Linked DNA regions of Hordeum vulgare: region 2 is linked to region 1. A link is a contact called in public Hi-C data. All regions are on one chromosome and are shown on one strand. The core of a region is the stretch at or near the end of the contact, and the rest is flanking DNA. Distances in the headings are between cores, read along the strand shown. Region 1 holds the start of LOC123452083 (protein YABBY 2-like). Region 2 holds the start of LOC123452084.

The links. Hi-C and Micro-C count contacts between places; a contact is called where the count stands out from the background.
Region 2: a Hi-C map of leaf shows a contact between it and region 1, with 2.3 times the contacts expected there. The contact joins the promoter of LOC123452084 here to the promoter of LOC123452083 in region 1. A contact is called at or near these places in 2 of 6 Hi-C or Micro-C datasets (leaf and seedling).

What each region holds. Positions count from the first base shown.
Region 1 is chr5H:519,810,502-519,818,324 of MorexV3_pseudomolecules_assembly, reverse strand. It overlaps LOC123452083 (protein YABBY 2-like), which reads left to right and starts at 3,231. Exons shown (of 6, transcript XM_045128662.1): 1 at 3,231-3,429; 2 at 6,639-6,764; 3 at 7,455-7,581. The coding sequence starts at 3,358.
Region 2 is chr5H:520,062,335-520,070,157 of MorexV3_pseudomolecules_assembly, reverse strand. LOC123452084 reads right to left here and starts at 3,175. Exons shown (of 4, transcript XM_045128663.1): 1 at 2,484-3,175; 2 at 1,604-1,756; 3 at 810-1,484; 4 at 1-653. The coding sequence starts at 2,855.

The DNA of each region.
Region 1 (7,823 bases), core at 1,982-4,481:
CTTGGTGAACATATTGTAACATGTCCCAATTCCTATGACTAAGGAACACACGTCCACAAATTTATCGCACAGCTACAAAAGCAATAAAATAAAAAAGACCATGTCTAGAGATAGGAAGGTAAACGCCTGTCATATCCTGTGTGAACACCAACATATCTCATGTGTTGTGGCTAGAATATAGTCCACATAAGAAACGTGTCCGTGTCGTAACAAAAGTGCAACAAGGTCCACTTTTGACAGCCACGCCTCCACCAAGCGAGTCACCCACATCGTTGTCGGCAGCTCCAACAAGTGCGTGAGGTTAAATAAAGGATTTTCACACTAGTACTCACTCCGTTTTAAAACCAGTGTTTCAACTTTGTATTAACTCTAATATAAAATTGTACTAAGTTTAAGACATTTATTTTAGGACAAAGAAAATAGTTAGTACCTGACATCTGTCATGCCCAAACTTCTGAATCTAGACCGACCGATATATCGGTTTTGAAGCTGTACCAATACAAACATAGCATATCATTTTATAAAACATTATTTTCACACATATCGACTGATATGAACCGAATATCAACCGATATGACCGATACCCGATATGCTCACTGATATACACCGGTACGTCGATGAACACAACTACTTATCACAAAGAGGTGAAAATATATTATGTATTTGCAACTTCATATTGTATTATCAACGACATGCATAATGTCTATTGTTCTTAATTTTAGAGTGAGGATTTTGTGAATCTATCTTAAATAGTTCTTAATTTTAGAGTGAGGGTACTTAGTTTTAATTTGCTATCCTAGGCCGTGGACAGCATACATTTTGTTTTTACTAAAAGTACATTTTGACATGAATATTGAAAAAAAAGATATATTTCCTCTGATATATTTGCATACCGTCGAACATAGCAGTCGACATTTGACATCCAATATGGTCAAGACAAATCAATATGAATCCGACATACAATGTTTTAATCCTTGGTCATGCCTTTAAATGTTGCACAAAATGTTATCAAACCATTTTTAGGAACATAGTATATGCGCAGACACACATACACAAACACGCACATCCACTTCTATGAAAACACACACATCCTATCTGTAAGCAGTTTCTAGAGTGTAATTCAAAAAATCTTGACAGTAATGATGCGGCCACAAGCGTTTCATAGTTGATGGTCACGTCATAACGCTAAACGATTAATGTCGGAAACCCTGAAATAAGAGCAACTCTAATGGAACGATCCATTTCGTCCGTCATCGTCCGTTTGGGTTGGCGCGGACAAAAATGATGGCCCAACGCGTCGACCCATTGTCAAAACGCGTCTGCTTCGCGTCCGCACCGATCCATTTTTGGCCCAAATTTGGGATTGAAATACGTCGGCGCGGAGGCGAAGCGCCCTCTCGGTGTCCGTCCCCAACCACCGCGGTCAACATAATTTATGACGGCCGCCATCCTCGGACCAACGCGTCAGCGACCGCGGCCGGCTTTTTTTTTAATCCGAGCGTGTGGTGGGTTCCGCCATCTGCTTTCAAAACCCCGCCCCTCCACATCCAGCCACCTCCTCAGCGACCAAGCGATCAAAACCCTAGCACACCATGGCTGGCGGCTTCCCAAACAAGGGCAAGGCCCCGCTCTACCCTGCGCCATCTCTCCGCGTCGTCTTCCCACCGGCCTAGCCAGCGCGTGAGCGTCTCGGTGCACCAAGCGCGGTGGCACTGGGAGCACCGCGTGCCGCTCCCTTACCCCGATGTCAAGTTGCCGCACGACTGGCATCTGGATCCGGAGAGGATTCCGGTGTCGGCCGTGCCGCGGTCGGCGCGGGTGCATGCGGAGGAGGTGAGCCGCCGTCGGCGTATGCTGACGGCGGAGCAGCGGCGAGACCCCACGTACCCGGCCGACTCCTCTAACTGGGAGGTATGGTTTGCGGTGCAGCACGAGGAGCAGCGCCGTCGTGGCGTGTGCAAAGTGCAGCCAGGAGGCCCTCCGCCGCCTCCTCCTGTCGTCAGCGAAGAGGACCAGGAGGCTGAGGCCGCCTACCAGGCGGCGCTCGCTGCTGTTCTCCGCGACAACGAGGAGGAAGCGCGGCGTAGGGCCGACGAAGAGGCGGCTTACCAGCAGCAGCTCGCGGAGGCCATCGCGCTGTCGGCCGTTGGCGATTGCTTCGTGCCACCTCCGCCGAAGCCCGAGCCCGCAGAGCCGCGGGAGGTCTACCAGTGGACCGGCGTCGTCCAGGAGTTCGTGACTGCGCCGCCCATCTGGTTGGGCGCGACACCGCAGCAGGAGCAAGCCTACCTCGAGCACTGGAGGTCGCAACACCTGCTGGCGGAGCGCGCCGAAGTCCTTCGTCTCATGGAGGTGGAGAAGGAGGCGGAGGAGGAACGACAAGAGGCGGAGGCGGAGGAGCGTGCCCGTGCTGCTGCGCTACCACCGTCACTAGCACGGCCCACGCCGGTGGGACAAACTACGGAGGCGCAGGCAGCTGCACTCTGGAACTCGGCGTTCCCCTGGACCGGCCCTGCGCCTACGCTGGTCGACCTCACCGGCCCCGATGACGCCGCCGCCGCCTAGGGCTGCCCTCGTAGTTTTAGTTTTTTAATATTTAATTAATGTAATGCAGACCCTTGAACTATTGCTAGCCTTCGTGGCCGGCTTTTAATGTTTAATTACGCATTATGTATTTTTTTCGCACACCGGTAAAAATGGGTGTGACCAACGTTGGACGCACCAGCCGACCTGTTTGCGAAAACGGGCGTTCGTGTCCGCCTGGCCGACTCAAAAAGACAAAAAGCGGATAAGATCGTCGTATGTTTGGGTCGGCCCGTTAGAGTTGCTCTAAATGTAGATGGGTACGTTGTGTCCCTAGCAATCTGAGCTATGCTAAGGTTGCATGTCATCGGATTTAAACGGTCAACCTTAGGACACATGTACGAAATTTACCTGGCCCATCCTTCCAGGGGCATGAAGAGAGGGAGTTCCCATTCTAATAAAAAGGAGTTTCCCCAACTGCAATACTGATATTAGCATTTCCACCGTCATCAACTGTCCTTGGGACGGAGAGCGACGCAACAAAAAGCGTCCCCCACACGCACACCTCCCGCTCCTGCTTGCACTACTAGCAAGCTCCTCCTCCTCCTCCTCTCTCTCTATCTAATCTATCTCTCTCTCCCCCAATTTCAGTATTTACACGTTGTGCTGATATAAATATCAGACGGCACTGTGGCCACTAGTACGTGGTCCTTCACTTCTCCTTCTTCTTCTCTCCATCTTCCTTCTTTCGTCTTCCTCATCCTCTCCCCCCCCCCCCCCCCCCCCCCTCCATTCTTTTATTCGCCATATCTTGCTACGTCGGGAAGGGGAATAATGTCGGCACAGATCGCGCCGCCGGAGCATGTCTGCTACGTGCACTGCAACTTCTGCAACACAATTCTCGCGGTAATATGCTCTCCCTCCTTCCCTCCCTCTGCCGTGCTCTCTCTCCCTCTCTCTCATGCCCAGATCTGCAAGGAGAGATGCGTAGAACCAGCTCTGAACGATCTGCCGAGTTTCTTGCGGAATTTTGTCCTGTCTTAAAGATTTGCTGGAAAAGGCTCCAAAGAGAGACTTATGATTTGTTCCTCTTTTCTTTCGCCACACCGTGCTGCTGCTTTTGTTCTGCTCGATCGCCGCCCGCATCTCAAGAGTTTCCTTACTGCTTTCCCTACTTTTTGTTTGTTAATTTGGTTGGATTTTTAAAAGAGAGTGTCAAGGCCAACCCATAAAACAGATCGAACTGCTTCTGTTCTTGCAATCTTCTCATCCAATCTATGGACTTCTACATATACTCATCACTCCCTTGAGTTAGTCCACCCTGTGTATGATTTGATATCGCTGAATCTGCGTTAATTAGGGCATCATCCAATTGTTGTTTCTTAATTTCTCCAATACGTATCCCTCATGGTCTCTTCTTTTTACTGGGAAGATATTTATTTTTTTTGCGAGGAAGACTAGTCAACACATGGCTACCTTTCATTGTCTCTCGAACTTGTGGATTTCTTGCTAGCTTTCATGACCTATTGTGCCGCTGTGTGCAACTGTGCATATTAGTTGTTTTCTTTCCAAGAAGAAGCACTACATGGCTTATGGAGCACCATCACACTTCTAATGTCTTCTAATAGTTTTGGTTCTAACTAACTATATAAAGCAATTAATGGGTTTTGAGCGTATACTTTTCTTCTACTTGAATTTGCAACAAGGAGCATGCAATAACAACGTTGTTTTGAAGATCCATCAGTTATTTTAAATTCACTCTACCATCCCATGTCTCCCCACTCACTTTAAACACAAAAGCACACAAATGGCCTGCGAAATTATATATTTGGGTCAACATAATTTGTACCGGCATGTTTAATTAGTTAATGATCTCAGTACCAATGCAATCTTGGTGTAATGTTCTGGGAGCTCTCAAGTTATTGATCTCAATTTGATCAGTCGTTTCGGTATTTTTTATTCATCTGAACTGAATCAAGTCAGGTTTTTCCCTAGGAGTACTAGTTTACGCTAGAATTAATGCCTTCGCAACATCCAAACACCTTATATTCACTTATTTATTGGAATAGAGGAACAGTAGCATACTGTGCGAGCTAGTGAGTTGCCACCAAGAAATTCCAAGCAAGGGATGCTTCCTGTCCTCATATATATTTTCCCCTCTTCTCCATGCTCCTGTGCAACTGTGCTTTGTCTCTGTTAAAATTCCCTTGGTTTTCTTCTCTCTTGTTTACAAAGTGCTTTGTTTCTTGGTTTTGTGTGGAAGAGTTGATCAGATGTCTAAGTGGAAGCAGAAGTAAATAAAAGCGATACTAAACTGAAAAATTGATGGTTATAACTTATAAATCTGAGCTTGATTCGGAAGACATATTCGAAGACCTGCCTCTCTCTTTTGTGTCCTTTTTTTTCCAGTTCGCACCTTCCAGTGATGCATGAAACTTGTCAAAATTTACTGCAACTAGTACTACTACTGAGTACTGACAGGGGAGCTTGCGACCTCAGATTTCCCCCCTCCGTTTCTTTGGGATTTAGTGTGTCCTTGCTATTGATCATTAATTAGTGTGTTCGTACCTATTCCGCTCAGCTTCTGCATAGGCGACAAGTGATATCAATATCTCTGTATTTCTGTGTCGTTCGTCCATATATATATGTGTGCATATGCTTGCTACAAGTACTAGGGAGTATCTACAGACTACAGGTACTAATTATTGAAAAAAAGGGAAAATGTTGAGAGGCTTTGCGATTCCTGCACTATACCTTGAAGCAATGCCGTCTTGGTCTCTGCTAAGTGCTTATACCAAGATAAAAAGGAGATCCGGTCAGCTGGTAGATCTTCGACCCACCAAATCTGAATGTTAAACTGGTCATTTGATGTTCATCCTGAATTACTTCCACAAAATGTTGCCTTCGATCATCGTCTCTCTCTCTCCCCTCCACGGCTCCCCGTGAGAGCTAGCTCAAAAGGGGAGATGGATCTAGCTTGTTGACAGACACTCACACACCTGCATGCCCCCACTACAATGTACCATGCACAGTGTATGCATGCTGTGGGCTTGAGCGTGAGCTAAGGCTGGCTAGCGCGCGTGAAGTGCCTTCTGCATGAACCGTCGCTGTCATCTTCTCCTCTTTCCTACAGTACAGTGTTTCTTGGTGTGATCTTTAATCCTTTTTGCACTGAAGAGAGCATGGAGCAGAAATGATGGTACTAGAGAGCATCCATGTGTGGCAATCTAACTCATTATCAGTTTTTTTTTCCAAGGAAACATCCTCAGCATGTATAGTATGTATTTCTCTACAATAATGGGAGAGAGAGAGAGAAAGAGAGCGAGCATGAGATGGGGTGTGATTTGCAAATGCACAAATTTTCCTTGAAAAAAGCACCTCAAGATATGGAGAGTGATTTGACCCAACTCCCTTCATATGGGAGCAGCAAACACAATCATTTGCAGATGCACTTGGCTCACTTGGTTATACTAGTCATTCTTATGGGAGTGAGTGCCCCCAGAAAAGAAGGCTGTGAGGAATCAAACAAAGTGAGTATAGCTAGGACATGGTGCTTCTTCAGGTTGTGGTTTGGTTGCAGGCCAGGGCACTCAACAAGGAAATCTGAAAAGAAAATGGAAAGGGCAAGGTGACAACCAATTGGCAGGCATTGGAAAAGGATGCCCCAGTTCTGATTTGGTCCAGCTGCATGCAGATTGCAGAGCCCTGATAAAAGTCATGGAGGGCGACTGTTTTACAGCAGGCAGGAGTTAATTAAAGAGGGAGAGAGAGAGACAGAGAGAAATCGTCTGCATGTTGGGAGCAAAAAGCTATGGATGCATGTATGCATATCAACATATACTAGCGTGTAGATCTGCACCAGCCTTTTGAAAATGTTTCTTTGGAATTTAGCATCTGTTACTTCATCCAGAGAGAACTGGTCATTTTTGTTCTGATGTTTCTTCCTTTTTGTTTGTTTTGTTTTATTGCTTGGTTTGAACTACTCCCTCCGATCTAATTGACGCTACTTTAGTACAACCAGTTGTACTAATGCCACGTCAATTAATATGGACATTAATATTAATTCAGGAAACCCAACGATTGTGTTCTCTTATACATGTATGATCAATCTGCAGGTCAGTGTTCCAAGTAATAGCATGTTGAACATGGTCACCGTCCGTTGCGGGCACTGCACTAGCCTGCTATCGGTGAACTTGAGGGGATTAATCCAGTCACCACTTCCTGTGCAAGATCATTCTCAGGTTGACATGAATAGTACTAATAATTCATGATTTTTTCCACATACTTTTTAAAGCAGTTGTAATGTTTGGTGTTGTTAATTAGATCGCCCTTTATGCAAAAAAAAAACACATATGCTAGTGTTGCAGATAAAATGGTCATGTCTACTGTCTACACTCTACAAAATTGACAGAAATTCCACATTTCAGTTGTTACTGTATGATTAATGACTACTTGACTACTGCACTATATCTATCTGTGTTAGCATAGGGGCAAGAAAGGATGGTGAGTATCAGAACTGCAAGGGAGAGGCATGTAGATGTAGATGCCAAACCAAACTCCTAGCATAGCTTACACATGCACACTGTTTTAACTGCTACTCTAGCTTTGTAGGAGAGAAAAGCCAGCATGCATGCATGGGTCATGTCATGCTTCAACACTTTATACAGTAAAGACAAACTACAGCATGCACACTGTTTGCTCACAGGAAAGAGTATTAAAGCTCACATGGAAAAATAGCACATCTTTAGTGTCGTGCATGCACCCTGGTTCGTCGTTCTAAATTTTACTGATTTTGACTAGCAATCTTACACAGTTTGTACTATTATATGGTGTGCTATACTGAAAGTTAAATATAATATGAATCCATGTTTACAACAACAAAATGATGCTTCAACCTAATGGATTAACTTGATTACTTGACTTGGTGACAGGAGAATTTCAAGGCCCAAAACATCAGCTTTCATGGAAATTACCCTGACTATGGCACATCTTCTAAATACCGGATGCCAATGATGTTCTCCACAAAAAGTGACCAGGAGCATATGCTACACATGCGACGTAAGACCCATGCATATATATGTTTTATTTGCAACTAGTATGTGAACTAAAACTTCGTTCTTCCCTCCTGACCAACATAAATAGATGAACTACTATATGGTGTATGATTGCACCTTGAACTTGGACTATCAAGCTAACTCGTGAAACCGGTTCAAAATATATATATTCTTTGAGTGGTTTTAGAGTGTGTGTTTGTCACATAGCAAGATGTAATGGTTTATTGCTCATGTGTCGGTAGTTGA
Region 2 (7,823 bases), core at 1,926-4,425, 250 kb before region 1:
TAGGCCTGGCTGCATCCTTCGTAGAACCTTTCTCCAAGGGTGTCGATGATGTAGTATGCATCACGCTCAACCTTGAGGAGAAAAAAATGGTCATTCCAGCTCACTATGTACAGGTTAGGGTTCTCGCTGGATGAGAACTCTGCTGCCTGGCTGATCTCCTCCCAGATGTTATCAAAGGACATTGCACCATTGAGGAAGTCAAGTCCTCCCATGCCATCAGCGCCTTCGGGTACGAAGAATCCGATAAATGACTTGCTGGGGGAGACTGTGATTGGCCGGGTCTTGGCATCAAGGACAGTTTCAAGATCAAAGTGCTTGTCAGGAAAGCGCTCTCGGTATGTCTTGTTCTCGCAAAGGTTTCTCCACTCTAGTGATCCTTCACGGATCAGGTTATCAAACTGCGACTGGATAGGCATGAGATTCCGATTTGCCTGGAACCAGTCTGCAATGACAGCCACAAGTGACGTGCATGCACTCGCCCCAGCAGCCCGCTCGCTTCTCTGGTCTATTGACGCAAAGAATACCTGGGAAGAAAGCCTCATGTGCCCATCACGGCTAAGTACCTCCTTTGATTCCCAGTTCCCCACAACAAAATTGTCATCGCCAAACTCTGACATCATACCATGAACTGATCCATCTTCGCTTCTTGATCGCTGCAATCGAAAGAAATACTGTTCAGCGAACATAATGGTCATTCAAAAACAGTTCTGTGGTATTACAAGCAAGCCATTACTTGGGCTGCCTCTCGGCCAAGAACAGGATGCTGATTATTTTTTCAAAATGCAATGAAAAGAAAAAGGAAATTTTACCTCTGATCCATCGGAAGAGGTTAGCAGCCGACGATCATAGTCAATGTCGTCGCCTCCCTCTTCTCCATTTGCTTTCTTCAACAGAGGTTCACCTTTAGCCTTTAGTGACCGTAAACCCAGTTTCCTCTTTCTCCAGGGAAGGATACTCCGTTTTGCAGCTGGCAACACAGTTCCCTCAGCAGTTGATGACTGTGGTTGCTCTACATGGTAGCCGGCATCAGATTTCCGGTGACTGTAATAGACCCAGTCCTCATGCTCACCACCAAACTTTGCATGTGCATAAACTAGGCCACTAACATAGTTGGCAGACTGCAGTGAACCATAACTGAACGACTTCCTGATAGCTGGATCCGCAACTTCATCTTCATGTGTTCTATCATCCAGATCCTCACCAACATGCTCGGTACCATATGGATATTCAGAACCATCACTGTGAATATAACAGTTATCTTCACTGCCTTCATCGCTTTGGAACGTCTTCTTGGACCTTCGAGCCGACACTATATGCCTGAGGGTTTTTACCTTTCTTAACCCTGCTTTAATGACTGAAACCTCATCTTTTCCTCCAGGGACAGAATCACAAGATGACGGGGATAAGGGAGTGGCCACAGCAGACCGTTGTGAAGCGTCGGAGGTTTCTTGATGAGCTCTCAGTTCCACCATACTCAGAGTGAGCTGCAATGAAAAAGAGGTCAGTCACACCAGACGGCAATTAAAACAAGTTTTTTTTTTCTTTTTTAGGCTGCAAAACGCGAATCATTAGCTAGAGTTTGTTGTTCACAAAAAAAACTCACATGAAGCGACGGAACAGACTCAGGCGCACCACAGGGCACAGACAAAGGGAGAATTATCTCAATATCCTCTTCGGCTGCTGATGCATAATCCGCTAGGCTAAGGGAAGCAGTTCCCAGAATTGTTGGTTTAGTCTTTGGGCCCTTGTTCACATCCTGCCACAAGGAAAAGAAAAACAAGACAGATCAGATTCCCTGCTGAAGTCAGTCAAACAAACTGACTGGAAGAAATCACTGAAAAGGAAGTAAGCCAACTTGCTAAGGGATCATTTGCCGCTCAGAAATGGAATGGCAGCTAGCGCTACGAACTTATAATCACGAAATTCAACTCGGTCGCAAGGTTAGAAATTCATTCTGGAAGGGGTTTTATTTGAGAGCAGGAAACATGACACCATGTTCGCATAGAAAAGCAGGCACATGAAACGGTACTATCTTTACTGGTAAACATACATATCAGATGTTACTATCAGATTTTGCTCCATATTAACAGCAATACAGTTAGGTTCAAAACAAAAACAGCAATACAGTTGCACGCTATGATTGATCCATTGACATCCACCAACTACACATATTCGTTCAAGCAACTGAAAAGAAATAATTAAATTTTACTCTGCGGATGAGATAATTCAACAGATCACGCCATTAATACGGAGTTTCTAGGGAGTGTAATTGTTTAACAGGAGCATAATTCAGAACAAGATCACCTAAAAAAGATTTTAAGCAAGCAAATCCCTTTCGAGAGGAAGTCAAACAAGAAACATGATGCGAGCAAACGAGGATAAAAACCATATTACTAGAACAGTAGTAATTGTCAGAGCGAACAATCAAGAGGAGATTCACAATGGAATCTAGTTCCAGCAAGGACGTGGGATGAGATGCTCACAGTGAAGACGGTGAAGGCGAGCTCCCACGGCTGGAACGCGGCCGCCTCCCGGTGAGACGCGGCCGCGAGCGTGACGACGCTCTCGAACCCCTCCTCCCAGGCCACGGCGCCGCCGCCGCCCCCGGAGGCGGCCAGCTCCTCGCCCCTGGTGCGGTTGCGCCGCACCGCGCGCCGCAGCGAGCCGAGGCCGGAAGCCCTCGGCCCCTTCCACCTGACCTCCGCTGCGACCCTCTGCCCCGCGGGCTCCTGCTCCGCGGGCTCCACGGACGGCGGAGGCGGCGGCGGCAGCCCCTCCGCCCGCCGCACGACCAGCCGGACGCGGAACTTGCGCGCCTGGGGCGGCCGCGGCCACCGCATCATCCTCGCCACCATCTAACCCCCTCGAAGCCCGGCGGAATCGCGCGGAGGAGGGAGGAAAAAATCCTCGGCTCGGCCACCAAGAACCGACCGAAATGTCGCAAGAACACCCACGCCCCGTGCGCCTCTGCTCCAATAAGACGAACCGCACCACACCAAGACGAACTGGGGAATCCTACGGCCGGATCGGTCGAGAACGGCTTGAATTCGACGGCGGCGCGGCCGGATTTTGCCGGGCGTTTGGGCTCGATTTGTTGTGAAGTCAGGGGAGGAGATGGCGGAGGAGAGGGGTTGTGGGGGGCAGGACAGTGGAGGCACGAGGGGAGAGAGGGGTGCAGGTGTCGGGCATAAATAGAGGGAGAAAAACGTTGGGGGAGGGGAGGCGCGGGTCAGTGCGGTGGGGCCCACCTTTGTTTTTCTCTGCTTGTTTAGATCGCGGAGTGGGCCCTGTGACCGGCTTTTCCATGCTGTCTTTGTTGTACCGGCAGCATAGTTTTTTTTATTTATTTTTTCCTTTTACTTAGGGGCTTTGTTTAACTTGTTATTGTTACTTCCTCCTCTCGGATTTACAGGACCTGTTTTTGTTTGTCAAAGTATGTTTTTTGGGGGCTTTATTATTGATCAAATGAGAAATATTAATGTTTTTACTGTCCTCGCGTTTTTTTTTCAACAACACCCGGAACTATTATAAATAAAAGATTGACAAAAGTACTTCCTTCGTTTTTAAATATAAAGTTTTTAGAGATTCTAATGTTAAAAGCATACGAAGCAAAATGAGTGAATTTACAGTATTGAATATTCTAAAAACACTTGTATTAAAAATGATGGAAGTACAAAGCAACGCTCGCGTAGGGATAAATCTTAGCTGAAAACTCGAAACGTAATACATCGCTAGATAATTGACCGCACGTTGCAACCGGATGTATTTGTATTCTAGCACGTTAGCCCGTGATTTACCTGCATATAAGAAGGTGGTTGTGTAAATGGATGTGTATCAAATCCCGTCCGTGATTTATCTACCCAAATATTTTTTAGAAATTTATTTGTAATCACTTATTGGATGAAACTTATTGGTTTATTAGAAAGAAAACATAATTTTATCTATACTAGAAAAAAAACCGTGCGTTGTAACGGCAGAGAAAATAACACACGCTTTGGACACAATATATTTTCACATGGCATCACATTTGTGTTGTCGACGATGGCCTCAGTGCTCACACAACGAAAACGTGTTTAAATATACAATCACTCGGAATAAGATGAGAAATATGTTGTTTCTTCCCACGAGATTTTCCAAAGGTGTGCATGTGTGATTAACGATGTTTTCTTTCCTGTCAATTTGATTTTAATTTAATAGATATTTATTGCAATTCGTATGGTGCCGGAAAGAGAGGAAAAAAAGGACCGTGCACTACAGATTAAGTTTGCACCAAAAATAATATTTAAGAAGTATTCAACAGCTAAAAATAACATCCTATTTAGATTCTACACATTTTTTCAATCAAATTTCATATATAACATGTTAAAATCGGAGTTACGGTTTAAAAGATATGGATAATTTTGTTTTAGATAAAATATGGATTGATTAACTAAAAAGTCAGGGTTTTTTTGTTAAAATAAAAAAACGTTTTGGCTGACTTAAATAGGGACGGCGGGTTGATTACCTGAAATATCAGGGATTTTTCTGAAAAATGCAAATAAAACGGTTCGTCCGTGACTAAAAGATGGACCGCGGGTTGATTATCTAAAGTTGTGAGGACTTTTCTGCAAAATGACAAAAAACGGTTCGTTCTGACTTAAAATTGGACTGCGGGTTAATTACCTGAAACTGCGAGGGCTTTTATGCAAAATGACCGACGACGGACGCCAGAAGCATTGCGCGCTTTATTATTAGGGGAGACTAATATTACTATTAAACAAGCAAACGAGAACTTTCTTACGTGCACCCAACAATTAGTACAACAAAATACACGAAGCAATCAACACCACACAATTAGTCCCACAAATTCTAATTCAACGGCCAACATTTACCTAATACATCTATGTGTGCACTTAGCAAATCCCCATGACTGACCGTGCTCCACCTCCACCACCCATCCTGCAGCACGTAATCTCACCAGATCTCACCCTCCCTCGAGCGTGGGACAACCACCAGCGAAGGAGCTCGAGCTCGCGGCACGGTGGCGCCCGCTCCCCATTTCCATCTCCCTCCTCTCTCTCCTCCTCGCCGCCATCGCCAGGAGCTGCTCCCTCCTGCGGCGCCGCCACCGGCAAAGCAGCAGCAGCAACAGTAGTGCCAACATTCGTTTCCCCCCTTCCCTCCCCTCTCCCCGCTCCTTCTTCTGATTCTACTGCTAGTTGTTTGGTGTGCTGGTTGTGCGTGACGATTTGTTTGCTGTGCTTGCAGCTGCGGGCGGTGGAGATGGCGGGAGGAGGAGGAGACGGCGGCGCGGGCGAGCACCCGGGGGCGGTGTCCTACTGGCACGACGCGTGTGAGGACGACGAGGACGCGTCACTGCTGTGCGGCATTGACTTCGCCTCGTCCGCTGACTTTGATTCGGGGCTCATGCCCTTGCCCGCCATGGACTGCGGCAGCGACTTCGTCGCCTCCGCGGATTTCGACCCCGGCTTCATGCCCGCCATGGATTGCGGCGGCGTAGACGACGGATTCATCACCGAGATCGACCGGATTCTCGAGAGCATCGACGCCGAGACCGCCCCCCGCGCCACAGCCCCCGCCTGTGGCTCCCCCGCAACCGTCGGCGGAGCGGGTGCAGGAGGCTGCTGCTGCTGCGGCTGTGGCCAACAATGTCGTGGCGGTGGTGGGCTCGAGGCAGAGGAGCCAGGCCGTCGAGGCGAGGAAGGAGACGAGAAGCGTCGAGCCGAGGAAGGAGACGAGAAGCGCCGAGCCGAGGAAGGAGATGAGAAGGGAGACGCAAGGCGGTTCGGCGAACGGTGGTCGCGGCGGGGAGTGGAGAGACGGGAAGCGTCCTCGGCTCGCCCCTCGGGCTGACGGGGGCACACACACCCTGATTCGCGGCGACGCCCAATGCTGCCTCCGCCCTCGCGTGGCTGGGATGAACGGTGCGGGAGGCGCGACTTCATCGATAGGCCTCGCAAGCGCGACCGCGATCGCGACAGCAACCCTGCCACAGGCGCGAGGCTCGAGGATTTTGGGAGCGGGACCGCGGTGGCAAGATGGTGTTCCGCCCTGGCACCTGGGAGCAAGAGTCTGAGCGCGATGGAAAGCGTGCCAGGACACAGACCGGAGGCTCCATGGAGAAGAATGCAGACGCAGATAAGGCGGCTTCCGCCCACAAGGAGAAGCCTCTCGCCGAGGAGCAGGCCAGACATTATCAGTTGGAGGTGCTCGAGCAAGCAAAGAGCAGGAACACAATAGCCTTCCTCGAGACCGGTGCAGGGAAGACCCTCATTGTTGTGCTGCTCATCAAAAGCATATGTGACAAAATGATGAAGGAGAACAGGAAAATACTTGTCGTGTTCTTGGTTCCCAAGGTGCCTCTTGTGTATCAGGTAATTTCATACATACATACATATACGACCGAGCTTCCAGTGATTAAGGTTTCATATCTTGTGGGTGTAACCGTGTTGCTGAAATTGCAGCAAGTTGAGGTGATACGCGAGAGGACTGGCTATCGGGTTGGGCACTACTGCGGAGAGATGGGTCAGGATTTCTGGGATGCTAGGAAGTGGCAGCGAGAGTTTGATTCCAAACAGGTCATTCTTCTCACTTGCATCCCCCTTCCATACCGTTCTTATTGTTGTGTATAATGTGCCTGCGACCTAGCTCTATGCTAAACATTTGCTGAAATTTTTATATCATTTTGGAACGACGTTAGGCTGGTTATCCTCTAGGAAGCATTGACAAGGGATACTGCAATTTCTAGAAACAGTCATAGGTGATACGGAATAATTAATAAAATCCATGTAATAAAGACAGAATAATTTTGAAATATCACATAAGATCAAAATACTGCCCCATTTGTTGTCTCTGTGACTCTTTTCATGCCCTCAATTGCCTCAATCCCTTTGTATTTGGAATCAACACTTCAACTATAGCAGCCACAGCCAGCACCAGCAGTAGCTAGCCAGCAGCAATCGATACTTAAGCAACAACAGCCAGCCAGCAAGCACGATGCACGCACACAAGCAAGCACCCCCATACCAGAGGAGAGCAGGGGATTTGGGAACAGGGGAAGTTACCTTGCTTTGCTTGGCTCCAGGCGATAGAGGCGTTGGAAGTGATGCCCAGGTGCGGTCGTGCGCTCGATCCAATCCTCCATTGAATAGCACGGGAGGAGAGCTGTCTGTTAGGGCTAGTAGTTGGGCTTTACCGGGCTGCACCATTCCCATGTCACCGACGTATCAACGACGTCCTAGCAGCGTACCTTTATTTATTTATTTATTTATTTTTAGTTAGGAAATGGTGTTACACATATCCTGTATATGACGTATCACACGATCTTTAAAAAAAGAGTGATCCTCCTACTCTACCTCAAGCTAACCAGGGTCAACTATTTCTTATTAATAGTGATTGTATTTATAAATTATTTAAGCAATTTTTTGATAAGTTTAATTAAATTCATTTCATTCCATTTCCCTAACCAAACACTAAAACGTCACCACTCCATTCCGTCCAGTTATTCTAACTAAACATAAAGAACGGAACCAACTCGTTTCGATGGAATGAACCATAACAGAACTATAACATTTTATTTTACTTTGTTTTTAAACCAAACATACCCTATATGCCCCCTATAATTGAGCATGTGAGCCAGCGCTGACGCCAAGAAACGATTTTATTGCTCGGCCTGTTCACAGAATATGCTGCTACGTAGATTAGGCTGCTCATAGTGGGGAGTAACTAAGAGTAGTAACATGATGTTGTTATTAGTCTATGTTACTACCTTCATAGTGGGGAGTAACATACATGTGGTGTCATGCAAACAAACATTTATTAGG